Regions from separate parts of the Dromaius novaehollandiae genome. Here region 2 is linked to region 1. Evidence: chromatin contacts called from public Hi-C data. All regions are on one chromosome and are shown on one strand. The core of a region is the stretch at or near the end of the contact, and the rest is flanking DNA. Distances in the headings are between cores, read along the strand shown.

Region 1 (7,310 bases), core at 2,770-5,269:
GGGAGAAAGTAACTCATAACTGTCCTTATACTGTTTCTTATATTTGAGAAGAATGTTTGGACCATTATCAAAATGTGTAGCTCTTACAGCGTCTTTCATTTGTGGGCCACACAAGCGGCTCTGCAAGAGTTTGAATCAATGGACATTTTACATAAAACTGAGACAGAAAGGTACAATGATTTTCCCCCCGTCAACAAGCAGGAAAACAATATAGGTATTTGGCATCTGAATTCAGTGCTCTATCATACCATCCTAAGGTCTTCATTCAAGTAAAACCAGGCCTAAGCTGGCCCTGCTCTGAGTGGAGGTTAAACCAGAAGACTTCAAGAGGCCCCTTCCAACCTAATTATTCCATGATAAAACTCATTAGCTCTTTAGTGAGAATTTTACCCAAGTTTGGGCTTCTGGATTTGACTCTAAAGTCAGGAAACACTTCAATTCTTTGATACTTTTGATACTTTAAAAGCCATTTTCCTTGACTTACCTAAAAACAAGTTTAACCAATGAAACACTTCAATGATGTTAAGCACACTGCATGGAGCGTTATAGCAGGGAATGAAATAGTATGGTGACAAGCTGGCTCAGTTTAAAGCCACCACATGTAATCATGCAAGGAACCTGCTGCACTTCTTAATAATGCTGCAGTACTGGGCTTGACAAAACAAGGCTTGCCCTGCTCCCCATTCAAAATTCAGAAGAGTAATAAACTGTAGTTGGCTTGCTGTAAACAGAAGTAATGGGTGATCTTAAGTCATGAAGTTTACATCTGAGTGTATGTGCTTCTGGACAAAGAAAACAGGTAATACTTGAGTTTAGCTAGTGCAAAGCAACCCCCTTTGAGAGGCATGTCAGATAATAGTGAGAATTAAAGATAAAGGAAATGCCAAGTCATTTATATAAAAAATATAAATACTTTATTTTCAACTAAAAAGGTGCAAACATGTAACTTTTGGTCACACTTCTCAACACATAAACTGTCCAATGAATAGCCATAGTCAAAGAAAGAAACAAATGCTCTTGAGTGGAAAGACCAATTAGCTACAAGAGAGCTATTTTCCTCTAAGCCACTTCTTCATTAAAGCTGAGGTAAATGTATTTTGCTAAACAGATGAGTGCTTGGTAAGGATACAGGCACCTCAATGCTAACAAATCTCCATTTCAATTCACCACTTCACCCTATCTGAACAATTTCCACTAGAGTATCCATTTCCTGCTTTGAATGCATTGTCAAAGAAGCTTTAGATCCTACCTATCTTGTTCCAAAAAAAGGCTATCATTAAAATATCAAAGCATTAAACAAAGGCACAAAACTTTAAATTAATTTAGATAACTGTACAAATATATATACACACAGTATTTACAATATTAATAAAAAGTAGCTTGTTACAGGTAAATTAACTGCCACAAGCTGTCCAGTCTAATAGACATGATTCTGATTCTTGTTGACCAAGCCATAGGAATCAGAGCGTCAAAGCGGAAACATTACTGTCCTGACTAACAGGACACCTTCGGCATAGCACGTTGCTGCTTGAGGGTTTGCACTCCAGCTCTTGCTGTCACCAAACCCATGTCAGCAAACATGCTAAGAGTCTCCTCAATTGCACTACTAGGTGAAACATGCGGCACCACATTAAGGGAACATCTGTTTGGATCTGGTTTTCCTGCATGTTTCCCTTAACCCCTTCACACCACCTCATGAACAGCATGTTCAGAAGTTGTGTCTTGCTGTGGTCCCACTGTCCATTTTACCTTCTCCTCCTGACCACCGTTTGGGGTCAGCAGACAAATTGTCTTAAGTCACATGGAGCAGTTTGTTGAACTTAAAAACAGATTTAAATACCTTGTGCTATTGAATCGTGTTTACAAAATGAGATGCAAATCAGTTCAAGTTGAGAATCTAGTTAGCGTCTACTTCTGGCTTTATGCCATGTCTCCATACATCTTCCTGTAGTACAGAGACTCAAAGATGTCATTGTCTCCAGGGCAGTTGTAGTGGCATGCGCAGGTCTTGATGAACATCATTCTCCTTTTCATGATCTCCCCATCAGGGCACTTGAACTCCACGGGGAGGGTGGCTGTTCTGTGGGGTGTGCAGCAGCGCCCGTCAGTGCAGACACCACAGAACTTAGCTCTGTAGGTCTTCACGCTGGTGCAGCCAGACAGCTCAAACTTGATGGGCTTGGAGATTTTGGGGGTGCGAATGCACTTTTTGCCTTTCTGTTAGGATGGAAGTGAATACAATGTGTTTAGAAGACAGACTTTGACATTGCACTAAGTTTTCATGCTAAGAGCAGGCAGACACACTAATCCTTTTTAAGTTCTCCTCTCAAGCACAATTGTTCTACACAGTGCTGTAACACAGTGTGAGATAATTAAGGGCATTTAATAGTTAAATATTCACTGCTGGGGCAACTACTTTTCAAGGTAAGTCACTTGAAACTGACTCCCTGTCAGAAGCGTACATTTTCTTGGTAAGACACTGGGTCTTTGCCCTAGCAGACCATTCTTTAAAGATGAGACTGTTTACCTTGATGTTCTCCTCCAGGTCCGCTTCACAAGGTCTGACCATGCAAAGTCTACTCTGTTTCTCCAGCCGGCAGAAGGCATTATCATTGGTGACCCTGGTTGAGATGCCCATGCCGCAGGTCTTGGAGCAAGCACTCCACTCAGTGGTCTGCACTAGGCAGTTGGCACGCATCATCGTTGGGTCTGGGCCGTACGTGTCTTCCAGCCTGTAAGCTGCAGAGGACACACAGGATGAGATCACCATCTGCACTCCTACCCTGCTAAAGGCCCTCTTCCCTTTCTGGAGAAATTCAGGCAGCAACAGTTACCTTTGGGATGCCCCCACTCACTACCATGCTCCTGCTGCACCCCTCCCTCCCCGTGTCAGCCAGCCTGACTACCATCGTCTTCCCTGCAGGGTGCCTGTCCCACCTGCCATGTGTGGAAGGATCCCCACTCACCAGCGAGTGCGGGTCCCACGGCGGTCTGCTCCTTGGCCTCATCACACACCCACTCCTCGCAGCACTTGCCGGGGAGCTTCACCCTCCGCGGGTGGGGGCAGTCGGGGCTGGGCAGGCGGACGTCCATGCTGCAGAGGGGCACGCAGCCCACCGCCCCATCGAGGCAGGTGCACTGGTACTTGCAGCTGCTCTGGAAGGACTCGCCGCTCCGGTACACCATGCCGCCGAAGACGCACGGGGCGCCGTCGCGAGCTGCGAGGGCAGGAGGGCAGCGTGAGGTGGCAGCGCTGGGGGGCAGTGCGGCGCGGAGCGGCCCCTCGGGCACCCCGCTCCCGCGGCCCCCGCGCCCCCGGGCCCCCACTCACCGGTGCAGACGCCGATGCGGCGATTGGCGGGGGAGCCGAAGTCGCAGAAGAGCCCCTTGTGATGGTCGCAGGGGTCGCGCTCGGTGCAGAGCTCGCCCAGCTGCTTGGCGCAGACGCGGCAGCAGCCGCAGCCGTCGGGCACCAGGGAGACGCCGGCGGGGCAGACGGGGCCGGGCCCGGGGCCGCACTGGCACTGCCCTCCGCACTCCTGGCTCCGCGCCTCCTGCGGCGGCGAGGGGGACAGAGAGGGCCGGCGTCAGCGGCGCCGCCGTGCCCGGCGGGCCGGGGCCGGGGCCGGGGCCGGGGCCGGGGCCGTGCCCGGCGGGCCGGGGCCGGGCGGGCACTTACCGGGCTGAGGAGGGCGAGGAGGAGGGCGACGGCGAAGCTGGCGGGGGCCATGCCGCGGCGGCGGAGGGCTGCGGGCGGACGGCGGCGGAGGGCTGAGCCGAGGTGAGACGAGGCGAGGTGCCGGCCGGGCGCTTCTCCTCGGCGGCGCTGCGCGGTGTCCGTCGGCGGGGCGGGCGGGGGTCGGCGCTGCTGCTGACGCTGTCGCTGTCGCTGTCGCTGCTGCTGCTGCTGCTGCTGCTGCTGCTGCTCCCGGTGCGGCGCGGCGGGAGAGTGGCGGTGCGGCTGACTGCGGAGCGCCGGGGCGGGCGCCGCTTTATACGCGGCGGCGGCGCGGGCTCGCCAATGGGCTCAATGGGGCCGCGGACAAACAGCGACATTCCGCGCATTCCTGCGCGCCGCGCCGCGCCGCCCCGCCCCGCGCCGCGCCGCCCCCAGCGGCCCTGACCCCTGCCTCCCGCATTCCTGCCGTCTGCGCGGCCTGGCGCGCAGGCACGGCGCTGCTCCCCGCTCGCCCCGGCATCCCCCCCCCCGCCCCGGCGCTTTTTTATTTATTTTTTTAATCATCTTTTTTTTTTTTGCATATGACTCACCGCTGCCGGCGGCTCTTTGCTCCCCCCTTCCCTCCCTTAGAGGGGAGCCTGTTCCTCGATATTGAATTATTTTTCTAAACAAATTCGGGCCGATGGTGGGTGCGATTTAGCACACGCCGTTAGTGCTGTGACAGGCAGCCGGTTGCAGCGAGGGAAGGGGGTGAGGGAGGTGGTGGGGATGGTTGCTAGGAAGGACCATGGGAATTCTTTATTTTTCTTTCTTTCTTTCTTCCTTTTTTTGCCTTTTTCTCTTCACTCCCCCCTCTTCCCTCCCCTGGCTAGAAAGTACAAGATGCTGGTAACTTCCAAAGGTGGATTGATGCCTGCTGATATCTTTGGAGGATTGCTGGCTGGCCTTCCTGCCTACATGCAGGGCTTTCACCTTGGAGTACCAGATTTTGAGCAATGAATATTCTGAGCATTTTGTCACTACCAAAAAAGGTATAATTACACTACAGGATATAAATTGACTCTGTGTACTACTGAATCATACCGAATATTTGTAATGTGTTCCTTTCCTAATAGATGCTCTCTATGAATAGAGAGAGTGCCTATTTACTCTGAAATATTTGGCACAAAGAACTGAGTCTGAAGCATGGAAGAAATGGCTATTATTTTCCCACTGCCTGTGTGCAGCTGTCATTTCTGAGCAACACATTCTTAGCACATCCCTGCTTCCTGATCTTGCTGATTATCCAGCCTAAGATTACAACAAGAAGAGCTTGGCATGTCACCCTGTTCTGCCAAAACCTAAGCATTGTGGTTTGTATTTGACCAAACCCCAAACCTAAGCTTTGTGGTTTGTATTAAATCATTACAGATAACTGTTGTGGTTTTCTTTTTTTAACCCGAAGGATGGTTCTTCCTCCCACCTCCCCATGTGTCATTTGAATATTCAGTGATGTCATGTTGTTTGACCTCTGCTTTAACACAAGGAATGCCTGCATTTTGGCTTTTGACCTGTGGAGTATGTCAGCGTTTAATGAGAGAGACAGGCTTAATGCATCTTATTAGGCAAATTGAAATTTGAGGGGTATGTTTAACAGATACAATCTTTTGCACGTAGTCTTTCTGCCACTGTCAGAATCCCCTTCTTTCTACTCCTCCATCCACATGCATACTTTCACACTATGATGCAGCAATATGTGTACACAGGGTTCTTGAGGGAAAAGGAAATACTTTCATTTAAAACCTCAGGGTATATTATACTGTAAAGCTGTATTTAGATTCAGCAAGCACTGTTCTTTGGCTGGTAAAGACACTTTGATGTCATTTCTTCTACTTGAAAATCTCCATTAAAAGAAATTAGATTGGATCTGAAAAAACAAATACCAGAGGAACAGTTAAGGTAAATAATATATGTTCCCAAACTGATGGGGCCTCCCAAAATCTGTATTTACTTGAAAGATTCTGATGGCCTCAATGTTGAGTAAATAATGTGTGTACCAAACTATGTATGACATGCATACCAAAATGCAAATGTAACCAGGTAAACAGAGTGCCTTTTTTAAATGCCTAAATATGGTAGGAGAACATCAGAGAGAGAGGCTCTAGACATGTTTTATAACTTTCCATGTAAGAGGTTTTTTTCAGAGAAACAATTTTATTAAACAAAACCCTAAGAATCTCACTGACAGAAAAAGTATGTTTAAAAGTAACAAACCACCAGAAAGCCAGGAAATCCAAAATTAAAAGATAAATCTGTCCTAACTCTTCACACTGTGGGCCCAGTACAGCAATCCCTGTCCGCTTGCAGCCCTGAGAAAAAAGACTTAAATAGACGTTTGGCCTTCAGAACTAATTCTGGTCTTCCACCACTGTAAATTGGGAATTAATTAACTCACTGAATTAAAAGTTGCTCCAACCAATGAAATTGAACAAGAATCAGAGCTCATCAGGTTTGTCATTTTGGTTCCTGTGCTGTTAAATATGACTCACCAAATACCATGTGTATCCACGGACATGTGCGCACGGGGGAGGAGGTAACCCGGAAGCAAAGGTCGTTCTTTACGAATGGAATTTGTCTTGAGCTAATCCTTACTGCTAACAACGTGTCATGAGTGGGAGAAGTACATCTTGGAGCTGATGCATAAAATGGTTAAAATGCACTAATTTTGACTTCCATGCAGGTGTTTATACAGCACATGCTTTTAAGATAGTATATTTTTTCTGCTGAAATTAGGAATTCACTACACTGTCCTTGCAGACTTATTTACACAGCTATATACGATATGTGTGTGCCTACATCAGCTTTGGTTGGTACAGTTCCTTTGGTGAAGTCTTGTAAAATGTACAGGTGTGGATATGCTGCATTCTCTGCTTGTGTTTTTCCTTCCTCTTTTTTTTTTTTTTCCCTTCTCTCCAAAAAGTCACTTGATCAGGTATCAGACATACTGAAAACCTGGCAAGACTGCAGGAAAGTGGCTAGACTTGGAGTGTTTGTGTACTTAAAGAAAGAATCTTGCACATTTTCAACTTTCAGTCACAGATATTTTCTTATAAGAGCAATTGGAGGTCTGAGCCAGCCCTCAAAGCGGAAATCAAAAGCTCCCAGAGAAACATACCCGAGGAATGTGAATCTGATCCAAGAACCATACGCAATGCACATACAGGACTGTCAGTCTTATAGGAAGTCTTGCCATATATGGACATCTGGACCCTGGGCTGTTTATCATCACGATAGGCTTGTAACTGGCTTCAGACGTTTCTGGCTTGCCTCCGGTTTACTAAGCCAATTAGTTCCCCTCCCAAAATGCTCACAGAATATTTCTGAAAAATTGTAAGAAATATATCTCAAAATCCTGAGAGGTCTAGCTAACGTTACATTAGTGGACTTTTGCTTAAAATACAGATTCCAAGCGAGGCTTAATGTGCTAGCTCAGAAGTAGATATGGAATAAAAATAAGGATATTTATTCTATCTTGAATGTGGTTGCCTGGTGTTTGTCTGTCTTGGAAGTCATCTGGTGGCTTATTCTATATATCTGTAGGCATAGAAAGTACTTTGGAAGCACACTAGCTGCTACACTTTCACTCATCCTT
Region 2 (7,310 bases), core at 2,446-4,945, 150 kb after region 1:
GCTTCATATGAAAGGCTCTGTCTCTAACAACTGTTGTCACCAGCTGTGGGCTCCTTTCTATGTTTCTGTCTTCCCCAGAACCGATGTGGTATTTCATGGGCAAAGGTGCTGCTGAGTCGCAAAGGGAAACGTGCACAGCCTGCAGGTTCTTTCTGTGCCCTGTCTACGTGCTGCTGCTTCTGCTCTTTTGCTGTTGATGCAGATGGGGGATTTCTGTGGCTGACCTCAAAGAAATTCTTATGATAGGCAGGAAGGATGGCATGTTTGTCCAATGACTCATCTTCTTACTTCCTTCCTGCCTTTGCCTCTTTGAGTGGTACCAGATAGCACCCATTAAAAACAAAACTAAAAAGCTCTCTTAAAACTTATGGCTTTTCATAACAATCATCCTCTGTCTTCTTTGGGAACCTCAGCACTAGAGGAAACCACCAGCAAAAGGGTTCTATCTGGGCAACAAACCTCTGTAACGGCTCTTCTTCACCAGGTTTCTGGGCTGTGCCCATCTGCTTAAAGCCCTTGCTGTTCTGCCATTGCACAATCAAAGATAGATCTTGCATTCAGATGCTGAATTCAGAATGTTTCAAGAATAAACACAGTGATGGCAGTTAAGGAAAAAATACATGACTGCTTTGCCAGGAGAAAAAAAAAAAAAACAGTAACATTTATATTCAGATCTTGATGTTGTATTCTGAGAATCCCAAATGTCAAAACACTACCATCAAGGAAAATGGAAACAGTACTACTGACAATTCAACCAAGTGACAGAATAAGTTTTTAAGTAGTTATTTGTGAGTTAATGAGTCATTAACAACTTACTCTTTTTAATTATTTTTCCAGAAGGTCTTCAAAGACTTCAGATGGATTTTCAGATGGGTTTCAGTAAGTCCTGGGAACAGCTAGCCTGCAAAATTCGTCAGGCATTGGACAGGCATTTTGGTGAGATTTCTAATTCTTCCATCTAGCCACTTGGGAATCTCAGGGCTATATTCTATCTTGATCCTTTCTGGCATTTTTAATGCAAGTTGAAACCAAGAAATGAAAAAGCAAATGAAAACCAAGATGAAGACAACTCAGAATGTTGTTGAGCATAGGTTCTTTTTCCTTCTGAAAAGATTTTGTTACCCTTAAAAATAAAACATTTCGAAATCATGGTAGATTTTAGAGAAAGCACCTTTGACTGAGCAATGAATTTGAATGCACCTGATTAAAATCAAGTAACACAGGGGATAGCTTCCTTTTTTTTTCTTAATAATTCTTATTAAACAATGTGTACAAACTCTGCATTTCACAGACTCAACGTCCCAAAACAACCACCATGAACCAAAACCACCAGCAAAAACTGATTTTGGACATGTGAAGTCCAATAATATATACATTGCAAAACCACAAGACTTAACAATAAATTAATAATTCTCCTTAGCTCTGTCTTGCTTTTAGCAGCGAGCAGTTGGAAATGGTACATGCTTTTACAGATAGAGGTAGACTAAGTGCACTGCTGACTAAGTTCTCAATTTTAGAGTGTGGATTAGGCTATGTAGAAAACAAAAATATTAAATGAAGTGTCTCTGATAAATATTGACTCTCTGGCAGGTTTGAAACCTATAATGCTAAAGAAAATATGTGGTTTCTAAGTGACATTTGACATATGAAGTTATCTCCAATAATGTTATAATACATTGGAATATGAACAAAAACCAAATGAAGTGTCTCCTGGGACCAAATGCAGCTTTTGACTAACTTTCTTCTCTTTACTTTTCCCCTTGATGTTTGCCACCTAGCACTCAAAGCTTGTTTCTTTTATTGTAAATGCCTGGCTTTCCTTTTTCTGTAAGTTTGCAGAATATTAAGTGTAAACATGCACAGCAGTTTAATAGTTACAATAAGTAAGATGTAATTAACAAAACACTTTGCAAGGGGATGGAGGGATGTGATACAACACTAACACAGAAGAATTGTTTGAAAGCAAAATGCCTCTTTTTTTTCCACTTCTTAAAACCCTGTAAATAATCCTTTACATGTTTTTTGCTAAGATAACTGTTATAAATTTATGCAGCGTATAAACATGAAAGCTCCATAATACGATTTGGGATAACCCTCCAGCCACTTAGTTCACATAATCTTCCCCTGAATACTGTGATGACGTTTAGTAGTCATGCTTACAAAGCTCATTTTGTTTTTAATAACTCTCAAGGATAAGGGCTAAAACTGAATCAAATGAGCCAACTCAATTCAACTGAAAAATTTTATGTGCAATAATGATCTCCAGTTTACAAGTTCATCCTGGAACTACTATCATATGCAGACCTTAAAGTGGTCCTACTCCACATGCCTTATGCGAGTAGTGCCACTGAACCTAATAAGACTGAGAACAGTGCATTGCTTGATACAAAAAAGGGGAGAAAAATCTAGCTATTTTGTGATAAAGACTGATGAAGCCATGGTTTTTAAGTGCAGTTATGGTTATGGAATCATGCAGTTCCATAAATTAGCAAAAGAGTGGGAATAATGAGCCAAGTTGGCTCATTGGTCCTTGGTCTTTATTTTCTGTGGCCAAGTTCATGATTGTCCTGAGGAGAATAGCACAAAACTTCACCTAAACCTATGCCCTGACTACACCTGATATTCCCAAATGGTGCAATTGGGGTAGAGATAGGTTAAAGCTTTGGCTTACAGCTCCCACAGTATTAAGCTGAGGGAGACTTGTTATCATGAGGTATGTTGTGTGCCCACAGCAATTACAGCTTTCTTCTGAGGACGAGCTGTGAGGCACACCACCCCCTAGACCTCCCCTGTGACAATGCAGCTTTGCTCAGGACCATAGGGAAGGAGTAATCAAATGATTATATAATGTATCAAATTCTGTCGTCTTCATCAAACAAAACTTCTGTTGTGGTTTGGGGTTTTTTTGCTTTACACAAGACCACCAAGTTCAGGAAAGTTCCTATTTTTACTGTGGGCTGGATGCCACCAAAATAATTAATAAAGTAATAAAGGTAATTATAACAAAAGTACATTACAAAGGGAGATACTATGGGGCTCAAATAAAGTCTTTCCACATACTTAGAATTTTTACAATTGACTGGCATGGTAGTAAAAATCTGTAACTACATGACAACTGAAAAAAAAATTTACTGCAAAGCTAACACTGCAGTTAACACTGCCAACAAACTAACCTGAATGGAAAATACTCTGTATAACAAGAAAGAAAAAGATGAATCTTATGAGACAACAAAATTAGTGCTTCTTTGAAATGATCCATTATTAGATATTGGGAACCTGAATTAATAAATATTAATTAATAGGATTTAAATTAAATGCATATTAAGCAAAACAGTAGATAGCAAATAGACTACAAAGGAAAAGGCTTCCAGTACAGTGACTGACTTAATGTGTCCTTTGAGATATAAACTAAACCTCTGTTAAGTGAAGAAAATACAAGTCTAAAACCATCAAGCTTCTTTCGCTGTTTTGAATGGTCTGGATCTAAATTAATGATAACAATGATTATAATTATATTATTATTGTTATCTAATTAATTTAAGCTTTCAACGCGGAAAAAAAAGTGCATGTGCCAAGTTTTAGCCTGCTGTGAATTAAAGTGTCTGGGTTATAAATTAACTGCAAAACAAGGTTTATAATGGAACTAGCAATTGACCCTGGGCAGTCACAGCATTAACTGCTGCTGTAGTATTAAGTTACGTCTCTGTTCCCTGGGTACAATCTTGCAAGTTATATAACAGAAACCATTGCATGATTACTCAAGCCCTTTACCTAACCCTAATTGCATGCTGGACTTGTGGCTCCCATAATAGTTCTTTTCTATTGACATGCTCAGAGTCCTTAGTGACAGCACCAAACCCAGATCCTGCCGCCTGCACAGACTAGTAATGTTCTGCTTACCAGTACCACCCACCCTAAGGGACATTATTTTGTTTTTCCTTCTCTCCTTTCCTAGCTGGCAACCAATTCTTGCCCAAAATGATCTACTCCTGGAAAAAATCTGCACAAATAATAGATGCATAAGCTACAGGTACAGTACATACTGTACTTTAATTCTTGGCATTTGCATGAGACAGCCACCCAGCTGCAGAAGGAAAGGATAAGACATATTAAAATGTGCGATACAAGGCTTTATTTTTACTTGGATTTTCTGGAAATCGTCTGCACTACAGCATCAGATATTAAGGTTTTTTTTGTATCTGACACAGTTTTTAATATGCTAAACTTGACTAAGCCAAGATTTTCACTTTGGCTATTTATATTTAGGCAGGCAAAAAACTTCTTTAGATTGTCTCAAGGGTGATCTGATTTTTCAGAGAGCTAATCATCTGGTAGATTCCTGTTAACATCTATTTGGTACCACCTTTCAAAGATAACATTTTAACCATCTTTCAAAGATACAAAGCAGCTGTGCCTCACTGTTTTCATAATCAGGAGCTTATGTGGCTACTGATTTCTAGTAGCACTCCAAAGTCCTTGATCTGGGTAGACTCCTCTTCTACCAACTGATGGGCAAACAAATATTGAGAGGCAGTTTTCTCCTGAACAAAAGTTCTTATCACTGCCTCAGCAGTTTTGACTTTTCTAGCTCATCTTACAAAACTTTTCACAGAAGGGAAAAAAAAAACCCTTTGATGCCAGACTGCTCAGTGCGAATCCAGGCCACTGACAGCCCAAAGACAAGGCTACAAAGTGGCACAGACTCTCTGCCATCCCGTGGAGCCATGCTCATCTAAAAGCAAGCGTCCTTCCATGGTAAAGTGCCTGCTGAAGTCCAGCACACTCAGTCTTGCATATTGTCTGCAGAGTCATCTTGTTGACAAGTCAGACTCGATAAGGAATTTAGCTACCTCATGGTGTTCAGCGTGTCATATAACAGATGGAGATTTCTCAGAAATCTGTCTAGCACAGTTTCAGCACAGGAAATATCTGCATGAAAGGCAATGGGTATGTTAAGAAGTTAAAAGAGTTCTTAAGTAGCATGCTCTGGCAGATTTGGTTATTAATGAGGCAAAAGGCAAAGAAGGATGTGGTGTTACGAGAGAGAACATATTGTTACCTCTCCTGACTTGAAAAGTTAGCAGATTTCCTGACTTGGGAATGGGTCTCCAAGGAGAAGGAAAATTTGGTGATGGATTCATGTATTTCTCTGCTTCAATTCCTTCAGTAACAAAGTGCACAAAGAGTCCTGCTTTTCTTTGAACACAGTGGAGCACAACAGCATGAAACGGTGTTTGCTCACTGTTTGAAAGCTTCTCTCCCAAAAGCATTCTGCCCAAAAGTACACTCTCGGCTTTCCTCTTTTTATCTTCCCTCAAAGCAATGTTACCAGACATTTTCTTAATTCACTCTACATACATTTATTCTTTTCCCTCAAACAGTAGTTATAGAAATTACTTTCTATTGCTCAGTTTTAAGCATTAGACCTAAGTTTGGGTGGTAACCTTCTCATTCTTGAAAGGAGATCAACTGTTTCCCAGATTTGTGTGGATGCTATTCAAACCCCACCGTAACAATCTCACCATTTCCTGTAGTGTTCTCATAATGTGCTCTACAAGTGGCAAGACCCAGATGGAGCTGCTGGGTATATATTGCATGGTGTTTAATCAGTGAGGCAATTCAGTCATTTCATTTTTTCTTTGGCACTCCTGGCAAGAGAGGCTTCATGTTCCTGTGTACTCAATAGATCAAATGAAATGCCTATTACCCTACTTCTCACTGCAGTGATAGCTGTGCACTTCTAAACTAATCAAAAGACAACCACTAAAATACAAAAAGGAGTACATTTTAGGAAAGTGAGATTGACTGTATGTGAGTAAAATGCTAATTAGGAAAAGCTGGGTCAAACAAGTATGCCCTGCTCTTTATTTCTAATATTGGCATTGTGGTCTATTCTAATGAACAGTTCCATGGTCTATCATATTGTTAAAGGCAAGCTTTGTGTCATAATGCAGAGCCACAAGATATTCATGGTTATAATTGTATACATAGCCTTACAGTTTGATCTCAACACTTTCACTATTTTTGTGAGGTACATACGCCTGTGCTGTATATGTTGTAGTGAAGTAACCCTACTAAATGGGTGTGCTCAGCTATAATGACTCATTTTTGACATTGCTGTGAATGAAGATTCTCCTTTAGCTAAGTGCTATCTATACTTGCCTGTATTTGGAGCAAGATGATCTCTGCTCTGTCCCTGCTACCATGGTCAGCTGGTTGCACAAAGTGTTCAGAATTACAATTGTCTCAGTGGGTAGCTGGAGCCAACAGATCAACACTACGCTCTTTTAGAAGTATAACAGTGGACTGACCAAATCAGACAAGTGTAACTAGCTGAAAACACCCTTTCCTGCATCTCTCATAATTTTCTGCTGCAGAAGTGCAAATTACTGATCTATTTGATCTGACACTACTGTCTGCTCACAAATTACCTAAGGCAGACTTCCACTTTATCAGTGGGCCAACTGTTTAAACTATAAGATGGATTCATGGTTTACACAAAATATTCCCCAGGAGTATATTGCTTTTAGCATTTGCTAATCATAAATCTCCAGTTGTTTAGCTAAATCTTGTGATATTACTTCAGTTGTGGGTAACTTACATCTAGAAACAAGATGAAGATTGAGTCAATCAGACAGCTTTGATCTGTTTACAAGATGATACACAAACCTTTCTGTGGAAATATATTTGTACCTTATTTGCAAGGTTTCCATTTCCTATAAAAAGTTACAGAACTGTATCATTTGTGGAGTTGTGCTAGTTTCCACCAACCCAAGTTTTATCTCACTAAGCTACTCCAAGAAAACAAGAAACGCACCAACCTGCGGAGACAGTGAGCAGGAATGTGGATTGTAACCATAAAGCCACTCACCTCTGTAATACAGAGACTGGGGCTGCCTGCCTAGCTGCATCACAGCAGGGCCTGGATCCCAGCTGGGACCTTTGATAGCTACCAAATACACTTCTGAGTAACAGCAGCAATAGGGCAGAGGACACACAGAAATCTGGCTTGGTACTGATAAGCGATGCTGAAGAAGTGCCAAGTGATGTCTGCCAGAAGGTTGACGATGCAAGCTGGGCCCCGTTAAAATGCCTGCACCTGCCACCAGAGCAACCCGTGTTTGCTCTGTCACTGCACAACATTTCGAATTACAAAGCACGGTATGTTAATGAGAACAGAGGCTAATGGGAAAGGTAGTTGAATTGGAAGCAGGGAGGAGTTTTGAACTTCAGTTGTCTGCCAGTGCTGCCACTGCTGCCATTGCAGTCTTTCACAGATCCCTGTGGTGACAGCCCATGGATATGTAGGG

What was found. A called contact is a pair of places that touch in the nucleus more often than the background predicts.
Region 2: a contact with region 1 is called in a Hi-C map of liver, with 3 times the contacts expected there. The contact joins the enhancer-like site here to the promoter of CCN2 in region 1. A contact is called at or near these places in 3 of 4 Hi-C or Micro-C datasets (brain, liver and ovary).

What each region holds. Positions count from the first base shown.
Region 1 is chr3:61,970,552-61,977,861 of bDroNov1.hap1, forward strand. It overlaps CCN2 (cellular communication network factor 2), which reads right to left and starts at 4,020. Exons shown (of 5, transcript XM_064508986.1): 1 at 3,680-4,020; 2 at 3,332-3,554; 3 at 2,967-3,218; 4 at 2,528-2,739; 5 at 892-2,217. The coding sequence starts at 3,730. The coding sequence ends at 1,921.
Region 2 is chr3:62,117,991-62,125,300 of bDroNov1.hap1, forward strand. No RefSeq gene overlaps it. Among named protein-coding and RNA genes, the nearest start is that of MOXD1, 120 kb to the right of the region's middle. Within about 2 kb of position 3,696, at least 2 of the 2 cell types and tissues checked have open chromatin away from gene starts, as enhancers often do.